Regions from separate parts of the Mus musculus genome. Here region 1 is linked to region 2. The links are chromatin contacts, called in public promoter capture Hi-C maps. All regions are on one chromosome and are shown on one strand. The core of a region is the stretch at or near the end of the contact, and the rest is flanking DNA. Distances in the headings are between cores, read along the strand shown. Region 1 holds the start of Dennd6b (DENN/MADD domain containing 6B). Region 2 holds the start of Chkb (choline kinase beta).

Region 1 (4,534 bases), core at 795-3,294, 230 kb before region 2:
GAATGTTGGGACTAAAGGTGTGCGCCACCACACCAGGTTTTCTTTTTCTTTTTTCCCTTTGGTTAAAGGAAAAGTCTCTCAACTTCTGTTGTAACTCTACAGGAAAGGATCTACAGTGCAGAAAGTGGGGCTTTTTAACCAAGGCTTTGTTTGGTTTTTTTTTTTTGTTTTTTCAAGACAGGGTTTCTCTGTATAGCCCTGGCTGTCCTGGAACTCACTCTGTAGACCAGGCTGGCCTGGAACTCAGAAATCCACCTGCCTCTGCCTCCCAAGTCCTGGGATTAAAGGCGTGGGCCACCACCACCGGCTCATAGTCATTACCTTAACTGGACCTGTCAAAAGCTTCATTGAGCCTGTAACACTTTCTTCCTCCTCCTATCTTCCTGGTGGTTTTGTGGGTTTTGCTTTTTGTTGTTTTTGTTTCCTTTTTTAAAATTATTTATTTATTATATGTAAGTACACTGCAGCTGTCTTCAGACACACCAGAAGAGGGAGTCAGATCTTACGGATGGTTGTGAGCCACCATGTGGTTGCTGGGACTTGAACTCAGGACCTTCAGAAGAGCAGTCGGGTGCTCTTACCCGTTGAGCCATCTCACCAGCCCCCTCCCTTTTTTTTAAAAGACAAAGTCTCACTATGTAGCCTTGGCTTGCCTGCTCCAGGTTGGCCTTGAGCATAGAGATCAGCCTGCTTTTGCCTCCAGAGTACTAGATTAAAGAAAGACATGTGCCACAATGTGTTCTCTCTCTCCCCTCTCTTTCATTCTTTCCTTTCTCTTTCTTTCAACAAGGTCTGATTCTATAGCTCAGGCTCCTTTGGGACTCTATCAATCCAGACTAGCTTCAAACTAATCATCTTGCTTCACCAACCTCCCATCCCCCACCCAGTCCCCGAAATGCTGGGTTTGCGCGCACTACTATGCCTGGCTGATATTTTCATCTTATCTAGTAGAAGAGAAGCTGCCTTTCTTTGTAGGTGGGTAAGGGGGATGGAGGCCTTCAGACCACAGAAAGACCACATCAAAAGCCTAAGACCCTGCCCAGCTGCTCACAGCTGGTGACCAGATGCCAAAGGTTGAGAAGAGCTCAAGACACAGGAACCAAGCAGGGCCTCACAGGGTCTGGATCTGATTCTAATTGAAAGACAAGAGGAATGCCAGAAGCGAACTACCAGTGACACTGAAGACTGCAGCAGACCCAGTGTGAGACCTGGGGGCGGTGGCGGGGGCAAGGTGGGGGGAACCCTAGGACTCTGGCTTGAGCAACCAAGGGGCTGGAGATATGTTTGCCTCTTTGGAGAAAGGTCCATGTTAGATGCTGCGTAGGATACATTGATGGACAGGCAGTCAGGCTTTACAGATCTTTCCTTCCTTGGCCTGGGAAGGGTTTCTAGAGCTCTGAGGAAGAGGCTCCTCTTGGAGAGGTGACAGGCAATAGGAAAGAGGAGGTCTCTAAGCTAGTCACTAGCCGAAGGAAGTGGGGGAAAGGTCAGCCTGAGGGTGCAAAATATTCCGAGAGGCTCCTAAGAAGACCCTAGACCAAGCAGGAAGGCTACAGGCGAAAAGTCCTGCTTCCTGGAGGGTGGGCGCCCCGGGTAGAGAAACCGCGCGGCGGCTTAGAGGAATGGGAGGAAAGAAGCAGGGGTGCAGGCGAGAGAAGGGAGGAGCGTGAGGGGGAGGGGCATCGGGAGAGGAGGGACGTCCGGAGAGGAGGGGCCTCTGGAGAGGTTCAGGCCGCCGAAGGAGAGGTACTAAGACAGTTCTGGAGGGTCAGCCAGCCCATCAGCTCACCTCTAGCGCCTGGCCCAGCTCCAGATCGAAGGTGACCACGCACACACACTCCAGCCAGGCAGAGAAGCGCGCCCAGGGCATCTCCGCGGTCCGCGCCGCGCGGCCGGAGGACGAGGATCTTGTCGCGCCTAGTCCTCCGCCAGCTTGCCGGGGCCCGGGACCCACCGGCACCTCCATGGTAGCAGCTCCAGCGGTACCCGGGCACGTTGCGGAGAAACGCAGGGGTTCACCTGGGCCGCCTCGGAGCAGTCGAGCTGCCGCCGTAGGCCAGAAGGGCCCCGGAGCAGCCGCGCGCCCCCTGGCGCTAGAGGAGCGTCCGCCCTAGAGTGTCGCCTAACGTACCAGCGAGAAAGGCCCCAGCCGGTTAGAAGGGTCTAGAGATGGAGGCGCTTCCCGATAATGGAGATTGCGTGACCCGGGTCGGCCAGTAGGTGGCTAGTGTGGCCCTGCATCTGGCAGAAGAGAAAGGGCGGTTCCTGATGTCATCTCTGCCTGGCGTATGGATTGAGGGACTCTGGGCGTATAGTGGTGTCTACCAGGGGTGTCTGGGCAACATAGAATTATGTTGGGCACCACCCCCCCCCCAGGGGTATCCAACCCGGCCGAGGGTTGTGAGCCTAATGTTTATTTGTGTGTCATCGCTTGTCGCGGACAGCTTTTGTGCTGGACAATCGCCCAAGGTAGTTAAAGACAAACCTCAAAATGCTTTAAAAGTGTGAAAACCACGGGTGGTTTGTGGTGGTGCACGCCTTTAGTTCCAGCACTCTGGAGGCAAAGGCAGGCGAATCTCTGAAGTCTAAGCAAGCCTGGTCTACAGAGCAAGTGTCCAAGACAGTTCGGGCGACACACAGAAACCCTGTCACGGGAAAATGAAGACAAACAAAACAAACAAAGCGTGAAAAATAATGTTTGGGGCTAAGAGATGGCTCAGCGAGTAAAAACACGGGCTGCACTTCCGTGCAGAATGGGGGCTCTGTTTCCAGCACCCACAAATGTAACTGTACTTCCAGGAGATTAGACGCCCTCTTCCAACCTCCGAGAGCGCCAGGCACGCGTGTCTGTACTACATTGGGCACCTTCACCCATCCGCCTTTAATGAAGGCCATTCTGCCTGAGTTGGCGGGTCCACCCAGACCTAGTCCCACTCCAGGCTAGTGTGCCTACTTTGGCTAGCAAAGAGGGGCAGCCTGGTCAACGAATGCTGCTGCCTTTGGGATTAAGGTAGTTGCAGAGCCTAGTTCTAAGGATAAGGATTATAGAAGAGTGAATTTAGAATGAAGAGGTAATGAGGCAGGCTAGAAAGACAGGAACATTTGGGGGAACCTAAGAAGGGGGAAGGAGAGCCTTCGCCTACCTGCCCCAAGCATAAATAACAATTAAGGCCCTTCTCCCTTCCCTGCTATAAACTTGCAATTTTCCATTAGAATCCCTGGCTTACAGGGAAAAGGGGCATACACCAGATCTCTTGGGCAACCCTAGTAGTTTTGTTTTTACTTTATTAAAGATTGCCATCTAAGGCATTCCAAAGAGCTACCTCACCCATCCTTCTCAGCAAAACGGGGAGGAGGTGTTAGTAATCTTTTGAGATACAACCTGAGAGCCGTCAAGATGGGAGAGATGACCAATGCTAAACAATGGTAACTCTCTCATGGATCTGCCTTATTGGGTCCTTGAGAAGCCTACACCTATGCTCTTGGATGTGTCTTACTTTCTTCTGAGTGCCCCCAACAAACACCCTGTATGAGACAGGGTCTCTCTATGTGGTCCTGGCTGGTGAGGAACTTGATATGTAGACCAGGCTCACTTTGAACTCCTGAAACTCTGCCTGTCTCTGCTGAGACTAGAGGTAGCCTTCATCAGCCATACAAAGTGTGCTTGCTTCTTGCGAGCTCGCTCTCTCTCTCTCTGTTTTTGTGAGGCAGGGTTTCTCTGTGTAGCCCTGGCTGTTTTGGAATTCACTCTGTAGACCAGGACACATTGACTCTCTTAACCATAGTGTTTAAACCTGTATTAAAATGTTTTCATTAAGCCCCAACTTTCATTCTGTCAGAAGGCAGATCACAGTGCTGACAGAAGTAATGAGGGTGAGAAGTACTTAGCCCGAGTATGTCATTGTTCTTAGAGCCATCTCTTTCTTATTGTCCTGGAAGTGCTGTGATAATACTAAACTATAAACAAAGATATTTCCATTAAAAAAACAAACAAACAAACCAAACTCTGCTTTATAAGATGGACAGTCTTTTCTATGTCAAAGCCACAATTCTGAGTCTGGTTTGCGGATCCCTAAAGGTCTAGAACTCGGGCTATTGAGGATGGTAGAGCAGTCATCCTATCCAGCATACTATGTGATTTTGGTGTTTTCATTTTTTTTTTAAAGATTTATTTATTTATGGGGCTGGAGAGATGGCTCAGTGGTTAAGAGCACCGACTGCTCTTCTGAAGGTCCCGAGTTCAAATCCCAGCAACCATATGGTGGCTCAGAACCACCTGTAATGAGATCTGAAGTCCTCTTCTGGTGCATCTGAAGACAGCTAGTTTACTTAAGATATAATAATACATAAACATTTTTTAAAGATTTATTTATTATATGTAAGTACACTGTAGCTGTCTTCAGACACTCCAGAACATCTCACTAGAGATGGTTGTGAGCTGGGATTGTGGGATGTGGTTGCTGGGATTTGAACTCGGGACCTTCGGAAGAGCAGTCAGGTGCTCTTACCCACTGAGCCATCTCTCCAGCCCAGT
Region 2 (3,996 bases), core at 327-2,826:
GTATCTATCCACTCAACTAGAGGTTCAGTTTTAGATGCACGGATCCCAAACTGGACTCACCGCTCCATGGTCCCAAACAACCATCGGGGCTCCTTAGTGAAGGGCATCTCCATACCATGGAAACGGGCCATCCTCGTTGCAATGGCTCCCGACAACACTGGGTCCCGGAGCTCTTGAGTTTTCAACGGCCGGCTCTGTACCCAGTAACCTATCAGGGTGGTGAGGGGGCTGGGGCGGGAGGGGGAAGGGATACGGGATGGGAGGAGATCAAGGTCTTAGGGAAATTTCCCTACCTGGGATGTGAAGGCAGACTTTGGGAAGGGTAAAGACTTGGGGTAAAAACAACAAAAACTGGGCTCTTACTGGGAGGTACTGTTCCAAGCGGCCCTCTGGAAACACTCCGTAAAGCTGGGGCCCTAGAGACCGCTCTGCGAGAATGGCGAACATCACGCTTTCTAATACCAAGGAGTCTACACCCTGATAAAAGATGTATGGCAAAGGGGCTCATGTCAGAAAAAGCCAGAGGTACGTGGGTACTGGCCCAAATCGGCTTCATCTACAATAGCTTGGACTTCTGCTCTTACTGACTGAGAATTCTTGAGCTTCAGCATATTCAGCTACACAAATAAGACACCACTTTCTGCACCACTTGCTCCAGATGTCCGAACTCCCAAGTTACGATCCTTCTTTTCCCTCACCTGCAGGATGGCCCCGTAGAGTCGTAGCAGCACCTCCCGGGGCTCCCCGCCCACACTGGGTACGTGGTTCGGTAGTGAGCATCGGAAGAGCAGGTTGCTGAGGCCTCCGCTGCAGATCCACACAGGTCAGGCTCAGCAAGGGTCGTCCCCCCGATTGGTGGGACCCACTCTAGACACCCTTCCCGAGAGGACCTCCCAAGTCCCGAAGGGGGACCCCGCCCCCCAGCACAGCAGGCTGCAGACCTGCCCCCACCCCCCACCCCCCCGCGTAGCACTGACGGCGACCGAACTGGGAGTGTCCCCAGGGTCCCCAGGGCTGACCCCTGACCTCACGGGACAAACGCTCAGCTCCTCCGGCCGCGCTCGGCGCCAGGCCCCGCCCAGGTACTCCCGGCACCACTGATAGGCTCGGCGCTGCGCGTCACGGGACAGCGAGGAAGCGCGCCGCCGATTGGGGATTGGCTCTGGGCACTTAGCATCCTGCAAACCGTCCTTGGGCAGGCCGCCGCCGACAGCCCCTCCTCCGACTACCCCTGTCCCGTCTGCCGCCATGACGTGGGCTCCGTTAGGTTTAACGCCTGCCGGTGCTCAGCGAGCCTCAGGTGAGGTTGGCTCCTTCCGGGTAGGCTCGGTTCCGCTTCCCGGAAGCCGCAGAGTCTCTGGGCGTCCTCGGCTCTTCGCGACTGCCTTCGGCTTTCTTGGTGGCTCCAGTCCTGGGACCGTTTCCAAGCCAGATGCGATTCTCAGGGCTGCGGCGCTCAAAGGCAAAGAGGGACGGCAGCTTTCCCTGAGTGGGGCGCGCTCGGGCCACGCCCGATCCGCCTATCAGTCTCTGCAAAAACAAGTTACTGCGTGGACTGTGTCCGGAACCAAGGAAGTGACGTAGGCCAATCCCGAGCGCCGTGGGCGGTTGGACAGTAGCTCCGCAAAGCTTACGAGCCAGGCTCTGGCCAATGAATGGACGATGGTAGTTTGCGGCTCCTTTATAACAGCTGCTGTGTGAGACACTCTACTAGGGAGTAGATTAGCCGAGCCTGTGGTGACAGTTGGGGTAAGTGAATGGAAGAATGAAAACGTAGGTTCTAACGATTCCCCTTTCCACAAGGCAGCAGGTGTATATGTGATGCTGGAAGGCGTAATAAGAATCAGTCCGGCGTGTCCAGCGCTGCATAGACCGCATGAGCGCCATTAATGTGACCCAACACAATAACTTAAAGTATTTTTCTTTCTCGAGAGAGTGTGTCTCTCTCCTGTTAAATATCGGGAAGAGGGAGACGTTAATGGTCAGCTTAGAAAGGAAGCTTACACAATCCATAATTCATCTGAAGGATGAGGTTTATTAGAATGAAAGGGCCTCAAAGCTACGAGTTTCGGTGTAGGGGAGGGAGAATTGAACATGAGACCTTAGAGTTAAGAAAAGACTTTCCTTTAAAGTCTAGGGATGGGGCTGAAGAGGTGGCTAAGCGGTTAAGAGCACTGATCCCTCTTCCAGAGGTCCTGAGTTCAATTCCCGCCAACCATGTGGTGGCTCACAACAGTCTGTATGTAATGGGATCCGATGCCCTCTTCTGGTGTGTCTGAAAATAGCCACAGTGTACTCATACACATAAAAAATAAATAATTCTTTTTTAGAAAGCCTAGGGAGTGGGGGCTGGCGAGATGGCTCAGTGGTTAAGAGCACTGACTGTTCTTCCGAAGGTCCTGAGTTCAAATCCCAGCAACCACATGATGGCTCACAACCACCCGTAATGAGATCTGACGCCCTCTTCTGGTGCGTCTGAAGACAGCTACAGTGTACTTACATATAATAAATAAATCTTAAAAAAAAAAAAAGGGAAGAGAGTTCATTGTGCGGGTGCGGGGTGTGTGTGTGTGTGTGTGTGTGTGTGTGTGTGTATAAGAACGCGGGGGAAGCATTCAGGAAACTGAAATCGGTGGTTAATTACCTGTGAATCTGAGGACAGTCTAGTCTATATACTGGGTTCCAGGCCAGCCAGGCTACATAGTGAGAGAAGAAAGGTGGTAAGAGAATTAATGGGGTGGCAGCAGAGGAGCCAATCAGAGAGCAGCCTTAAGAGCAATCTGTGAAGCAGACAGCTGAGGTGTTTCCAGACCGATCTCCTAAAAAAAAAAGAGAGAGAGAAAATTGACTTCAAAACAAAATTTTTTAGAATTGTCAAAACCATGAGCAGTTTTCCTACATGGCCCACTGAGAGCTGGAGAGAGGCATCCCCTGCTCCAGGCTGTGGGAGCTGGCTTAAAGATGTAGGCTATCTCCCCTTTAATCCCAGCACTGGAGAAGCAGAGGAGTACAGGGTCAGGACACAGACAGATAAACGTGCAGGTGGGTATTTTAACTTCCTTAATACTTTGGACCGTGAACTTTGTGGAGAATGAACTTTGTAGGTGGTAACATTGTTTTATGTTGCAATGTTAAAACTCTGGACCAGCCTGGAAATGTTAGGTGGTGTTTTTATTTTTTATTTTGGCTAGCTTTTGAGCCTGGGAAAGAGTTCTAAGCTCTGTTTTCTGGGCCGAGGTTCTAGGTGAAAGTGGCCTTGATTCTGCTATCTGACTGACCAGACCATATCTTTCCAGCCTTTTTTTTTTTTTTTTAACATAACTACTCCTATCAGGAAGTCAGGCCTGGGTTGGCATAGCTTGTCCTTTGTGACTTACTAGAGGTCAGCTTCTTAGCCTGTGGGACATGCATGACCCCGTGAGGTTGGCTGAATGTAGGGATTGGTGAAAGATTTGGCGACAGTAAAGGTTTCTGAACAAATAATAACCAGAAATTAATGTAAAATAAATCAAGACAAAGGAATTCAAGATGTTTCTGACCACTAGATAACTGAATTGTAGCCTTGGTTTTGAGCACACAGCATGCGTACTTCATGTGGCCACACCAACTTGGCTAGTATTTGAGACTGTGGTGTACTGTTGAAACAGTTGGTGACCCGGTGACGTAGGTCTCCTGTCTCTGGCCAGGTTCTTGGCCATCCTTCCTCCAGGAATGGACTGGGAAGACAGCAAAGGAAAGCATGAGCAACTTTATCTGCCTCGTGGACATAAAGAGTTCCAAGGGTCTCGATGAATGGCTCCAAACATATTTCTGCTATTTTGTACTTCATATTTAAAGCCAAACTCTCAGCACTGAAAATCATAAAGTAAGAATATCAAATTTGAAAAACTGTTACTGTTCTGTACCCCAGGGTATCCAACATTCAGCCAGAATTTAATGTTTTGGGGTTTTTGTTCGGTTTTTGGTTTTTGGAGACAGGGTTTCTCTGTGTCGCCA

Evidence for each region. Capture Hi-C pulls out chosen DNA fragments and counts their contacts.
Region 1: a contact with region 2 is called in a promoter capture Hi-C map of liver. The contact joins the promoter of Dennd6b here to the promoter of Chkb in region 2. A contact is called at or near these places in 14 of 39 promoter capture datasets (the 3T3-L1 cell line, the C10 cell line, the HPC-7 cell line and 8 more), 6 of 484 Hi-C or Micro-C datasets (CD4 T cells, CD8 T cells, embryonic stem cells and 3 more), 3 of 115 datasets of contacts at active chromatin or transcription factors (the SCID.adh cell line, double positive thymocytes and regulatory T cells) and 3 of 9 other capture datasets (adipose tissue, liver and pancreatic islet).

What each region holds. Positions count from the first base shown.
Region 1 is chr15:89,194,430-89,198,963 of GRCm38.p6, forward strand. It overlaps Dennd6b (DENN/MADD domain containing 6B), which reads right to left and starts at 2,045. Exons shown (of 20, transcript NM_027081.3): 1 at 1,790-2,045. The coding sequence starts at 1,966.
Region 2 is chr15:89,428,351-89,432,346 of GRCm38.p6, forward strand. Chkb (choline kinase beta) reads right to left here and starts at 1,577. Exons shown (of 11, transcript NM_007692.6): 1 at 1,027-1,577; 2 at 699-807; 3 at 364-477; 4 at 61-194. The coding sequence starts at 1,250. Gm44502 (predicted readthrough transcript (NMD candidate), 44502) reads right to left here and starts at 1,577. Exons shown (of 27, transcript NR_004843.2): 1 at 1,027-1,577; 2 at 699-807; 3 at 61-477. It overlaps C730034F03Rik (a long non-coding RNA gene), which reads left to right and starts at 1,665. Exons shown (of 4, transcript XR_875570.1): 1 at 1,665-1,749.